4 separate regions of the Mus musculus genome follow, and regions 2, 3 and 4 are each linked to region 1. Evidence: chromatin contacts called from public Hi-C and promoter capture Hi-C data. All regions are on one chromosome and are shown on one strand. Each heading gives the region's core, a stretch centred on a gene start, on an enhancer-like site or on the middle of the called end of the contact. The rest is flanking DNA. Distances are from core to core; before and after follow the strand shown.

The links. Promoter capture Hi-C pulls out the DNA fragments that hold promoters and counts their contacts. A called contact is a pair of places that touch in the nucleus more often than the background predicts. Capture Hi-C pulls out chosen DNA fragments and counts their contacts.
Region 2: a contact with region 1 is called in a promoter capture Hi-C map of adipose tissue. The contact joins the promoter of Zkscan7 here to the promoter of Lars2 in region 1. A contact is called at or near these places in 2 of 484 Hi-C or Micro-C datasets (both in CD4 T cells) and 2 of 9 other capture datasets (adipose tissue and liver).
Region 3: a Hi-C map of uterus shows a contact between it and region 1. The contact joins the promoter of Lztfl1 here to the promoter of Lars2 in region 1. A contact is called at or near these places in 1 of 39 promoter capture datasets (stem cell-derived epiblast-like cells), 2 of 484 Hi-C or Micro-C datasets (muscle stem cells and uterus), 2 of 115 datasets of contacts at active chromatin or transcription factors (astrocytes and embryonic stem cells) and 1 of 9 other capture datasets (adipose tissue).
Region 4: a contact with region 1 is called in a promoter capture Hi-C map of erythroid cells, with 4 times the contacts expected there. The contact joins the promoter of Slc6a20a here to the promoter of Lars2 in region 1. A contact is called at or near these places in 3 of 39 promoter capture datasets (erythroid cells, hematopoietic stem and progenitor cells and hippocampal neurons), 1 of 115 datasets of contacts at active chromatin or transcription factors (embryonic stem cells) and 1 of 9 other capture datasets (adipose tissue).

Annotation. Positions count from the first base shown.
Region 1 is chr9:123,365,635-123,368,198 of GRCm38.p6, reverse strand. Lars2 (leucyl-tRNA synthetase, mitochondrial) reads right to left here and starts at 1,272. Exons shown (of 21, transcript NM_153168.3): 1 at 1,092-1,272.
Region 2 is chr9:122,885,538-122,888,101 of GRCm38.p6, reverse strand. Zkscan7 (zinc finger with KRAB and SCAN domains 7) reads right to left here and starts at 1,284. Exons shown (of 6, transcript NM_001177505.2): 1 at 1,037-1,284. It also overlaps a transcript of Zfp445 not described here.
Region 3 is chr9:123,716,335-123,718,898 of GRCm38.p6, reverse strand. Lztfl1 (leucine zipper transcription factor-like 1) reads left to right here and starts at 1,274. Exons shown (of 10, transcript NM_033322.3): 1 at 1,274-1,373. The coding sequence starts at 1,371.
Region 4 is chr9:123,677,539-123,680,102 of GRCm38.p6, reverse strand. Slc6a20a (solute carrier family 6 (neurotransmitter transporter), member 20A) reads left to right here and starts at 1,271. Exons shown (of 11, transcript NM_139142.2): 1 at 1,271-1,417. The coding sequence starts at 1,297.

The DNA of each region.
Region 1 (2,564 bases), core at 23-2,522:
CAGCACTCACAGTGGGTGACTCACAATGCCTATGATTCCAGCTTCAGGAAGATCTGATGCCTCTGGCCTATATGGGCACCCACACTCACACACACACACAATTAAAAACAAGTCTTAAAACAAAAGCAGATTTGTTAAGAAAATCCAAAGACTAGATATATAAAACAGATGCTCAGCACATCAGTTCAATACCCAGCACCAAAAACAAAATAAAACAAGTAAATACTGTAAATGTGGGGGCTGGAGATATAGCTTAGTGGTAGAGTAATTCCCTGACACTGTTTGAGGCCATTGGTTCCATCCTGAGCAATGCAAAATAAAAAATAAAAATAAACCCCAAACCCTTAGGCATAGGTCCAAGATCACCCTCAGACTCTCCACTAGGGGAAGAGACTAAGAACAAATTGTCTGTGCTCATGCCTATGAATTTACAGAACTTTTAGATTTCAACCATCTTCTGTTCTTTTTTTACTTACTAGGCACAGCTCTGGGCCATTTCAAGTACCTGTCTACTGAAGTCTTAATAGGCATTGCCTCTTCCTGGCATCAAAAGCAGCCATTTTAGCAGAGGTTGGTGTGGATACAAACAAAACGAGTAAGTTAACACACACCTCACCCCAACAAACATGTCTTCTAAAAACACAAATGTCAGCAGACATGTCTTGTAAAATACTAATGTTAAACACACACACACACACACACGCTACTTCTAATTTCCTGCAGGATCTCAGGCAAGTTATTTCGTATCTGGAACTCCACCTTCTCTGTAAGCTGTGAGCCTGTTAAGATCCAGGCGACTTGTGAAGACCTGCGGGTCCTAATTAATACTGTGGGTCCCCCAAAGATGTAGTACTGATGGTCCTTTTCTGGGTCCAAACCCCCAACCCCGAAGAGAAGATCCAGGCACCCGGGGGGAGGTGAGTAGTAGAGGAGAATTCGAATACAAAGCCATGTGAAGATGTGCGTTCTCCGAGCAAGAGTCCGGAGCTGTCAACAGGGTCCATGGCTGAAAGAGCCTATAGACTAGAATCTCGGAGCTTTTCCCATTTTGTCAAACTCCAAGGTCCCGGGACTCCCGAGCCTGTCCGCACCTTCAGCTCCGGGGGCTAAGCGGGGCTTGTCTCTCGTCTTCCTGAGCCCCAGGCGGGGCTTTCTGCGCTCAGGCTCTGTCTGGCCAGCTGCTACCTTCTGCCTCGTTCCCCAAGCATTACACGAGCAAGACCCAGCCAGTCACTCTGGGCGCCGCCATGTTGGCAAAACAACAACTTTATCGAAAGGGGAGGCCGCGGACACAGACAGGAGAGGCGGAGCCAAGAGGGAAAGGCGAGATGCGGGAGAGACAGCGCTGACTCCGCCCCCAAGCTGCTCGCCCAGGGCTGACCCCGCCCAGGCCTCGCCCTCTACGCCTGCTATCGGTACAAATTCTGCTTACCGGATTGTCCCGGTCTTACAATTAGAACAGAAACGAGGGAGATGCTAAAGGATGAAGTGACAGGTGGTTAAAAGAGCTCTGGGGTGGTTCAAGGCCAGGGTTTGAATCTCAGCGTCACAGAAGCTGCTACTGGGCTGGCTTGTCTGACTTTTTGATCCATTATGGGCCTGGTGAGGATTGAAGCACTTTTCATCCATCATATCAGGTGATCTTCTAGCCCCAGGAGGAGAATTACCTAGCCCGGAGTAGAGCGGGGAACAAAATGTACTGACAGGAAAACAAGCTGTCTGACCTCCTTCCTTATGGGGTTAATGTGCCCCATCGCCCAGCACGCACTGCATGGAGCAAGAGCTTCTTGCCTTGTAATAAATCAAGGAATTGCAAAGGAACAATGGTGTAATTACACTCTATCTTTTAAAGGAAGAATCTTTTTAAGGCCACATGTGAGAAGTGTACTGAGATTTGCAAATAGTGCAAAATGGTTGCTATCCAGTAATAGCGGGGGGGTGGGGGGGGAGGGGGGAAACAATGTCTGAGTGCCATCTCTTCCTACAGGGCTAAAATCAATTGTAGCTTCACAGACAATCCATCCCGTCACTGTATGTATAATCTCCATCTTAGTTTCTGTCCTTACATGGGTCAATGCAGTCCATAAGGAGACCAGCAGGGGTGTACACTCCTACAGAATAAAACTTCATTCTGTGTGCCACCCAGGAAACATAGGAAGCTTTTGTCCATTTCCAAGACTTCAACGACGACAACAAAAACAGTCTCCTGATCATTTAAAGCTCAAAACACCAGGTTGTTCTAGACCAGCATCAAACCTCACCTGGAAACCAATTCTGTGCCACCATTGCCCTGATACAGTTCACACTAGGTTTCCACTGCACTGGCTTCCCATCCCCCACCCCCAGAAGTGCCCTCCTTCAATTTCAGCTGACTCTCCCCATACTCTTTCCCCCCACACAACCCCCTCCCATCCTCACCCACCCCCCCAATCCTCCCATAAAATCTAATCTACCTTCCCAGGTCGGTTCCTATGTCTCCCAAGACCCCTCCTCTTTACATAACCTCTCTGTTTCTAGATTGTAGCTTGATTATCATTTACTTAATGGCTAAAATCCTAAAATCC
Region 2 (2,564 bases), core at 35-2,534, 480 kb after region 1:
TAACTATTTAATATGTCCTGTAGTAAGCACTGAAATTCAAATAGGATTTATCTTTAATTTTTTCATAAACTTGTGCTGGGAGTGGAGGCTCAAAACTCAGCTGGTAAAGATGTACTAAAGTTTGGGGCTAACACTTTACAAATAAGGGGGTGGGGACCACACTTTACCTGTCTGCACCTTCCCTGTTTTTTCCCGTCATTTCTGACAAACTCTTAATCAAGTGTCAAGACTCCGAATAAATAACACCTCTCTTGAAGGATATTTTCCTGCTTTCCCCAGATATAAAACAATGGCTCATTTCCCTTGCTGTACCTCATACTATAACAGTGTACTTCAACTGTTTATGAGGAACTCACCAGTCATGGCCTCTAAACTACTGGAGGGTCACCCAAAGGGAGGAACTAGTATTAAAACTTTTGGAAGTCTTTTCTACTTAACTTGGAACTTAACTTTAACTTTCTGGTCTCTCCGGGCATACCACTGTTTATAGCTTCAGTAATCCCACGGACTACTCTCCACCCATAACTCTGTTGGATCACTTCTCTTAATGCAATTGTTTGCAGTTTACTCAGGGCTCTGTTTCCTGCGAAGATTCAAAAGGCAGGACTGCTTCCCAGTCCTGCACGCGTGCATATGTGTTACACAGGGAGAGAGATATGTTACACGAATGTGGTTAGTTTAGTGGACAAAATTTGGGAAAAGCCATTTTCCTTTCCGTTTATGCATGCCATTTGAAAACCAGATCCTCTGGGGCAACTAGGATGTGTGCCGTGGTTTGAGATATCAGATATCAGGCACTGGAGACCCCAGGGTTAGACATTTTCCTCTGAGCCTGTTTTGTTTTGTTTTGTTTTGTTTTGTTTTTAAGACAGATGGAGTAATCTGTGAACTCTCCGAGAGTACACAAGAGCACAGGACACTTTCCTGCGGTCCTTACTGTGCCGAGTGCTAAGCGGCAGGTCTCGCTGCACGTCTAATCTGCGAGCTCGCGTGGGGCTCACTCCAGAGTCACGGTCCTGCCTCGGTAGCCGCTCACCTGGCCGCGTCTGCCCCGTGCAGCGCTGACGCACGGGAGCCAACAACTCGAGCCGACCCCAAGCCGAGCGACCACAACACGAGGACGACGCGGCTCCGCCTCGGGTAAGCACCCCGGCACCGCCCGCGTCGCGGCCCGAGTGCGGGCCGCACTTTCCACCGCGTCGCCACCGTCATGCGTGACGGCTCAACGGCCCCACACACCTCCAGGACACTAGGAAATGGCAACGACGGCGGGACGGGAAGCATGAGAGCATCACTTCCGGTACCTCCTGGATTCCGGAAGTCTTGGTTGCCAAGGTGAGCAATAATCTTGAACGCTAAGATTTTTTTTTACCCAGGGAACATCTGGGGCACAAGAGGGTGTCATGCTGAACTTAGAGTCATTCAGATTCCAGAGACCTCACTCTTGACATAAAAAGGTCAAAAAAAGCAAAGCCATACTTTCCAACAATCAGACTTTGACAGACCAGCCTGTCCCTGATGATGCCCTATACAATTAGAGCCCAATTCCTAATTGTGTTACAGCTCGGTTCCATTAAGGGGAAGGTTCCCGCAACTGTACAGTTCTGCTTGAGCAGGCAAAGGTTCCCCCGATGTAAGTGTTACAGCTTTCCTGGGAAAGGTACCCTGGCAATCGGGAGTCAAGGAATACCACAAAGTCACACCACACAACAAATCTCACATAGATTTATCGGAAGGGAAAACCCAGAAGAGTGGCTGCCTCTGCTCAGGCAAGGAGCAGGGGGAACTGAGGAGAAGGCAGGCCTTATATAGGTTTCAGTGAGGGATGGGACTTCTGGGGCAGTCTGGGATTTGTGGGATTCTAGTCAGAGTTTGGGGCAAACTCAGGGATTGGTGGAACTGTTTCTTGGGGTCTAGGGGTCAAGTCTGGGTCAGGGTGTTCTTTCCTTGGCTCTTTTACCCTAAATTTATCTCTGAGGTCATCTCACCTCAAAGTGCCAGTCTCAGGAAGGATTAATTGTGTTATAAAGTTTGCTATCTAACAAGATGGAGAACTTTATTTACTATAAAAGGGTAGGTCCCTCTCAGAGGACAATTCTCTGAGAATTCAAATTTGTTATGACTTTCTTTATTGAAATTTCTTTAACTATTATAGTTTTGTAAATACTTTTATTCCTGTGCTTTGGATTTATAAAATACACATTTATGGGCTCAAATAGCACAATCTGTGGCCCTGATTCTTTGTGTGTAAGGTGTGATGCTTACTGCTTGCTTTTTTGATTCACAGGTTAGTAAAATATATATATATATATCACATGATATAATGATCTAATACAAAGGGTCTTAATATTTTGTTCAACCAATTTCAATTCATTTACAGAGAAACAACATTCTTACTCCAGGATGACACGAGCTTCCCCCTCTACCCTGTTCTGCTGTCAGGAGGTCCAGCATCCTTCTATTTCGTAGTACAACCCTGGGAGTGGTGGTCATCTGTATCTGGGGAATAATTATAACAGGAATGCTGAGGTAGGGGCCCCTCAAAGAGGGGGACCTCCTATGAG
Region 3 (2,564 bases), core at 25-2,524, 350 kb before region 1:
TATGCAGCTAGAGACAAGAGCTCCGGGGTACTGGTTAGTTCATATTGTTGTTCCACCTATAGGGTTGCAGTTCCCTTTAGTTCCTTGGGTGCTTTCTCTAGTTCCTCCATTGGGGGCCCTGTGGTCCATTCAATAGCTGACTGTGAGCATCCACTTCTGTGTTTGCTATGCCCGACCTAAAGCTGTACTACAGAGCAATTGTGATAAAAACTGCATGGTACTGGTATAGCGACAGACAAGTAGACCAATGGAACAGAATTGAAGACCCAGAGATGAACCCACACACCTATGGTCACTTGATCTTTGACAAGGGAGCTAAAACCATCCAGTGGAAAAAAGACAGCATTTTTCAACAAATGGTGCTGGCACAACTGGCTGTTATCATGTAGAAGATTGCGAATTGATCCATTCCTATCTCCTTGTACTAAGGTCAAATCTAAGTGGATCAAGGAACTTCACATAAAACCAGAGACAGTGAAACTTATAGAGGAGAAAGTAGGGAAAAGCCTCGAAGATATGGGTACAGGGGAAAAATTCCTGAATAGAACAGCAGTGGCTTGCGCTGTAAGATCGAGAATCAATAAATAGGACCTCATAAAATTGCAAAGCTTCTGCAAGGCAAAAGACACCGTCAATAAGACAAAAAGATCACCAACAGATTTGGAAAGGATCTTTACCTATCCCAAAACTTGAAGATTCTAATGACTCAAGTTAGACTTCATAAGTGAAAACTTCCGCCAGGGAGATCAGGACGTTATTCCACAACCTTCTCCTGGCGAATCTAGTGTTTGTCTCTCTAATTCACTACTCTATATAAACCTATGTTTTTGCACATTTTTTTTCCAAAAAGGTAAAGTTATTCTCTTCTGCCAGCGTTATAAAACAATGCAGATGGAGGAAGGGCGTGCACCAGGGCCAGCATGAGCTTGATAGCCGGATGCAGTCACGCTGAAGCCCTGTTCACTCAGCCTGTTCTTCTCAGAGGTCTGGAACCACCAGCTCTGGATCCCGGTGCCAAAGCCCAACTTCTGTCCTGATTGTAGGCAAACACGCTGGCACCTAAGGCGCTGCTCAGCTCCCCCCCCCCACCCCCGACCGGAAATTTCTCTGTTGCCATTGGCAACGGCAGGCACCGCCCCAGGTTAGCGTGGCAAGAAAAGGTGGGACTTCCGGATCTCAAAGCCAATGTACCCGCGGAAATTAGCCAGTTACGCAACATCATCCGTCACGTGACACTGAGAGCCAATGATAGCGTGCAAGCGAGGGCCCACGTGTCTCCGTTCCCATTGGCAACGCGCGGCTTCTAAACAACCTCCGTTCCTCAGGCCCCGGTGCCGGCCTCCCTGTTTCCTGTCGGATCCGCCGCCACCATGGTGAGTGTCCTGGTCGGGAGAGGCCCAGCCGGGGTGCGGAGGGCGAGCGAGCGAGCGAGCGAGCGGGGCCTCGCCGGGGAGGGAGTCACGTCGGCCGAGCCGCGGGGACAGCTTCTTGCTGAAGCCTTCCTCCGGCCTTGTCGCCTCGTCCTTGGCTGTGGTCTGGGAAGCCCTGGCCGACACAGCCGCACACATTTGCCAGGGTGAAGAATGACGGGCTGGTTCCAACTTTCTGTGTGAACTTGGTTGAATCTAATTTTCTGAAGCACCTGATTTTACAACTGACTAATTATCGGTGCTGTTTTCTTTGTTTGGACGTCTGACGACCATTTGGGTATTAGAGTTCGGGCTTACTTTGAGACAGATAAAACTGAAGCGAAAACGCCAGTCCATCCAACCTTTCATCGTACAATTAATTTAAATAGCTGGGCATAGAGAAGTTATTGAAAGTGAAGCTCAAGTGGGTTGCTGACATATCCCAGCAATCAATTCCTAGTAAGTGTCACTTTGTATACATCTAAACAAAACAGACCATTTCTTAAACCATCCTGAGCTAGGAACTGGTCCTGCTTCTGATGTCAAAAACGAAAAAAAAAAAAAAATTACGCTAGTGGCTTCACAAAAAAGTTAGTACTTGTTTGTGTTCTTACTCTTTTATGTCATTGTGATAACACTTGGAAACCGGGTGTAGATGATTTGTCAAACAATGCACATAAAATAAACACTTTAAGCAATAAGCTCACTCTTTTTTAAAAAAAATTATCCTTTAAAGATTTTATACATTCATACAATGTATTTTAAATCCCCTAGCATCTTCCAGAATTATTGTTTACTTCCTGTCCTGTTTTTTTTAAGCCTACCTAGTCCAATTTATGCTGCACATATACTCATGTGTGTGGGACCATCACCTTCCTTGGGCCACACTCTTAAAAGAAACTGTCTCTCTGCCCTTCATAAATCTTCAGCCGTCAGTAACTGCTCAGCTAGAAGTGCGATCTCATAAACCCCTCCCCGTCTCTGTGCTGGATTGTTGATTGGCACCTTTGTGCAGGTGACCACAGTTGTGAGTTTCTAGGCCAGCAGTTCTGTCATGTCTAGAAGACAGTTTTTGTTGTTGCTGTTTCAAGACAGGGTTTCTCTGTTTAGTCCTGTCTATATTGGAATCCTCTCTGTAGTCCAGCCTGACCTTGA
Region 4 (2,564 bases), core at 22-2,521, 310 kb before region 1:
ACTCATGCCATGGCACCTGGTCCCAATAAATGCTTGTTTTTGTTTTGCTTTGTTAAAACAAAAAACAGTCTGTGGAATGACAGTAAAGATGCAGAGCAGCTGGGATTAATGAGAATGTGAACTGATATTTTTTGATGCCGCACATAGTCCCAAAGTTCCTAATAGTCCATCTACCTGCCATATTAGAATGTTCACTTTGGTTCTATTCATAGTAGCCACAAACTGGACAACACAAATGTCCACCAACAAGACTGGAACTAGACATAGGAGGATGCAGGAAATATATATATTTAGTATATATATATATACTAAAGCTTAAGAATCTAGAGTTTCTTCCACTGTGTTGTGACTTTGCTTTCTTTACTGTTTTAAGGTTAAAAGTCCTAGGATAGGTTGGGGCAGATTTTTTTTCTATTACAGATGAAACAAGGTCAAAGATGTTAAATGGCTTGCCAAGTCACAGAATTTAGTCTGTGGTGGAATATAGACGCAAACAACAGATCCTGCATCACTGTACCAAACTTTACTGAGTTAGGTTCATTTATATCTTCTTGTTGGACTGGCAAAAACATGAGAATTCTTGGGTTTCCACCTGGCCCAGGGAAGAGAATCTCTGACTCCCATTGGCCTCAAGGCAGCTGTTCAAAACCTGATTCTGCCCACACTACAGGTGCAGGCAAGGGCCGGTAGTTGGAGACCCTTAAGTCTCCCATGTGTGCTAGGATCAAACTCAGGGTCTCAGAAGTGCTAGGAGAGTGATCTGCCTCTGAATCTCCACACCCACCCTCTCTGTGCAAAAGTCATCTCTCCTCTGGGAAGTCCTGGATCCCTGTCTGTCTCTAGGACTTGTCTCTCTCTCTGCTTTACCTAAATTGCCCCTGCATCACCGACTTAGGTGAACTGGGTGGTATTAATTAAAGGAAATTACCCCAGTGGGTCAAAAGAAGTTAAGAACGAGTCACTCCGTGGTATTTAAATGTTCCCGCCACCTGAATGTGAGCCCTGGAGGGGTGGGGTTGCTGTGTCTTCCCGCAGCACAGCAGTGCCAGGCATATAGTATTGTCATCGATTAATCAGTAAGAAGTTGAGGAAACATGATCCTTTCCCCGAGCTCTGAAGTCCACACGCAGGGCCAAGGAGGGGCGCCTTCCCCGCCCGCCGAGGCTAGGGTGGGGCTCACCGTTCCCCACTCACCGGCCTCGCCCCGCGCGCGCGTTAATGAGATTAGCAATTAAAAGGCGGGCGAGCGGCGGCGGCCAGAGACCAGGCCCTGACGGGGAGCAGCGAGCTCGGGACATGGAGAAGGCACGGCCTCAGTGGGGCCATCCGCTGCAGTTCGTGTTCGCCTGCATCTCCTACGCCGTGGGTTTGGGCAACGTGTGGCGCTTCCCTTACCTGTGCCAGATGTACGGCGGAGGTGAGTGCGCACAGGCGGGACCGCCGGGTGCCTGGACGCCGAGCGGCGGTGGCATTCCGGCCCGCGAGCCTCCGCTCGGGGTGGCGTTCTGTCCCGAACACCCCAGCTCGGCCAAGTGTTCGGTCCCACGCGCTTCAAGTTCAAGGGCGGGTGGCCCCTGTAACCGAGAACGCCGCGGCGCGGGGACTGTCGCCCTAAGAAATTGACCCTCGCGGTCCCGAGTCCGAACTGTGGCTCCAGCAGGTGCAGGGCGGCGCCGGCGGGGAACCTGCTGTCCCGGGAGGAAAGGTGCGGTGCCGTCTACAGAGGTGTGAAAGAGGACACTAAATTGTTTATCAGGAACTTGTCGTGCAACTTGCAGTTCCGAAATTTAAGTTCCCGACCGCAAGTTGAAACACCAGTCAAACGGATCGTGAGCGATTTCTTTTACTTTTTCTTAATAAAAAGGATCGGTTTGTAGATGTGAAGACTTAGTTTGGGCTTGGAATCACAGGAGGGAAAAACAAATAATTCCGTGCCCGGAGAATTAGTTTCTTGGTTCTGCTGTTTTGTTTTTATAAATGTTTCCTCTGACCTAGGGGAGAAACTGGGGGTTAAGGGTGGGACAGACACCTCACCCTGCACCCGCTAAAGCAGGGAAAAGAGCTGAGAACTCTGGGACTGGGACTTTCCGAAGTCCAAGTACCGTTCTGGGGTCAGTATGGCATGAAGGAAGTAAGTCTCAGCATAAAAACCTCCCTCTTCAATTCCATTTTCTAAAACCTCATCTAAAGGAAAACGCAGCATATGAACAGAGACAGAAAATAGCATGGCTACCGCCTTTAATAAGATCAAAATGTGAGAAACTTGCTAAGCCATTCAGAAAAAAAAAAAATATTGGTTCAGTAAGTTGTGGAACATCCTTGGCAGCCATAAAGGTAAAGTTTTAATAGAATTTTATCTTAATAGTGTTATCATGTGATAAGTGGAGGCAGGTGAAGTCATATTCAAAACTGTAAAACATTTTTAAGCACTTGTGCTTAAAACCATTCAGAGAAAAGGAAAATGAAAAAAAAATTTCAAGTGTTATCAATAGTTTTCTGGGTGGCTCTTATTTACCTAACAGCATGTTTGTGTATACATGGGAGGAGAGATCTAATAGCATGTG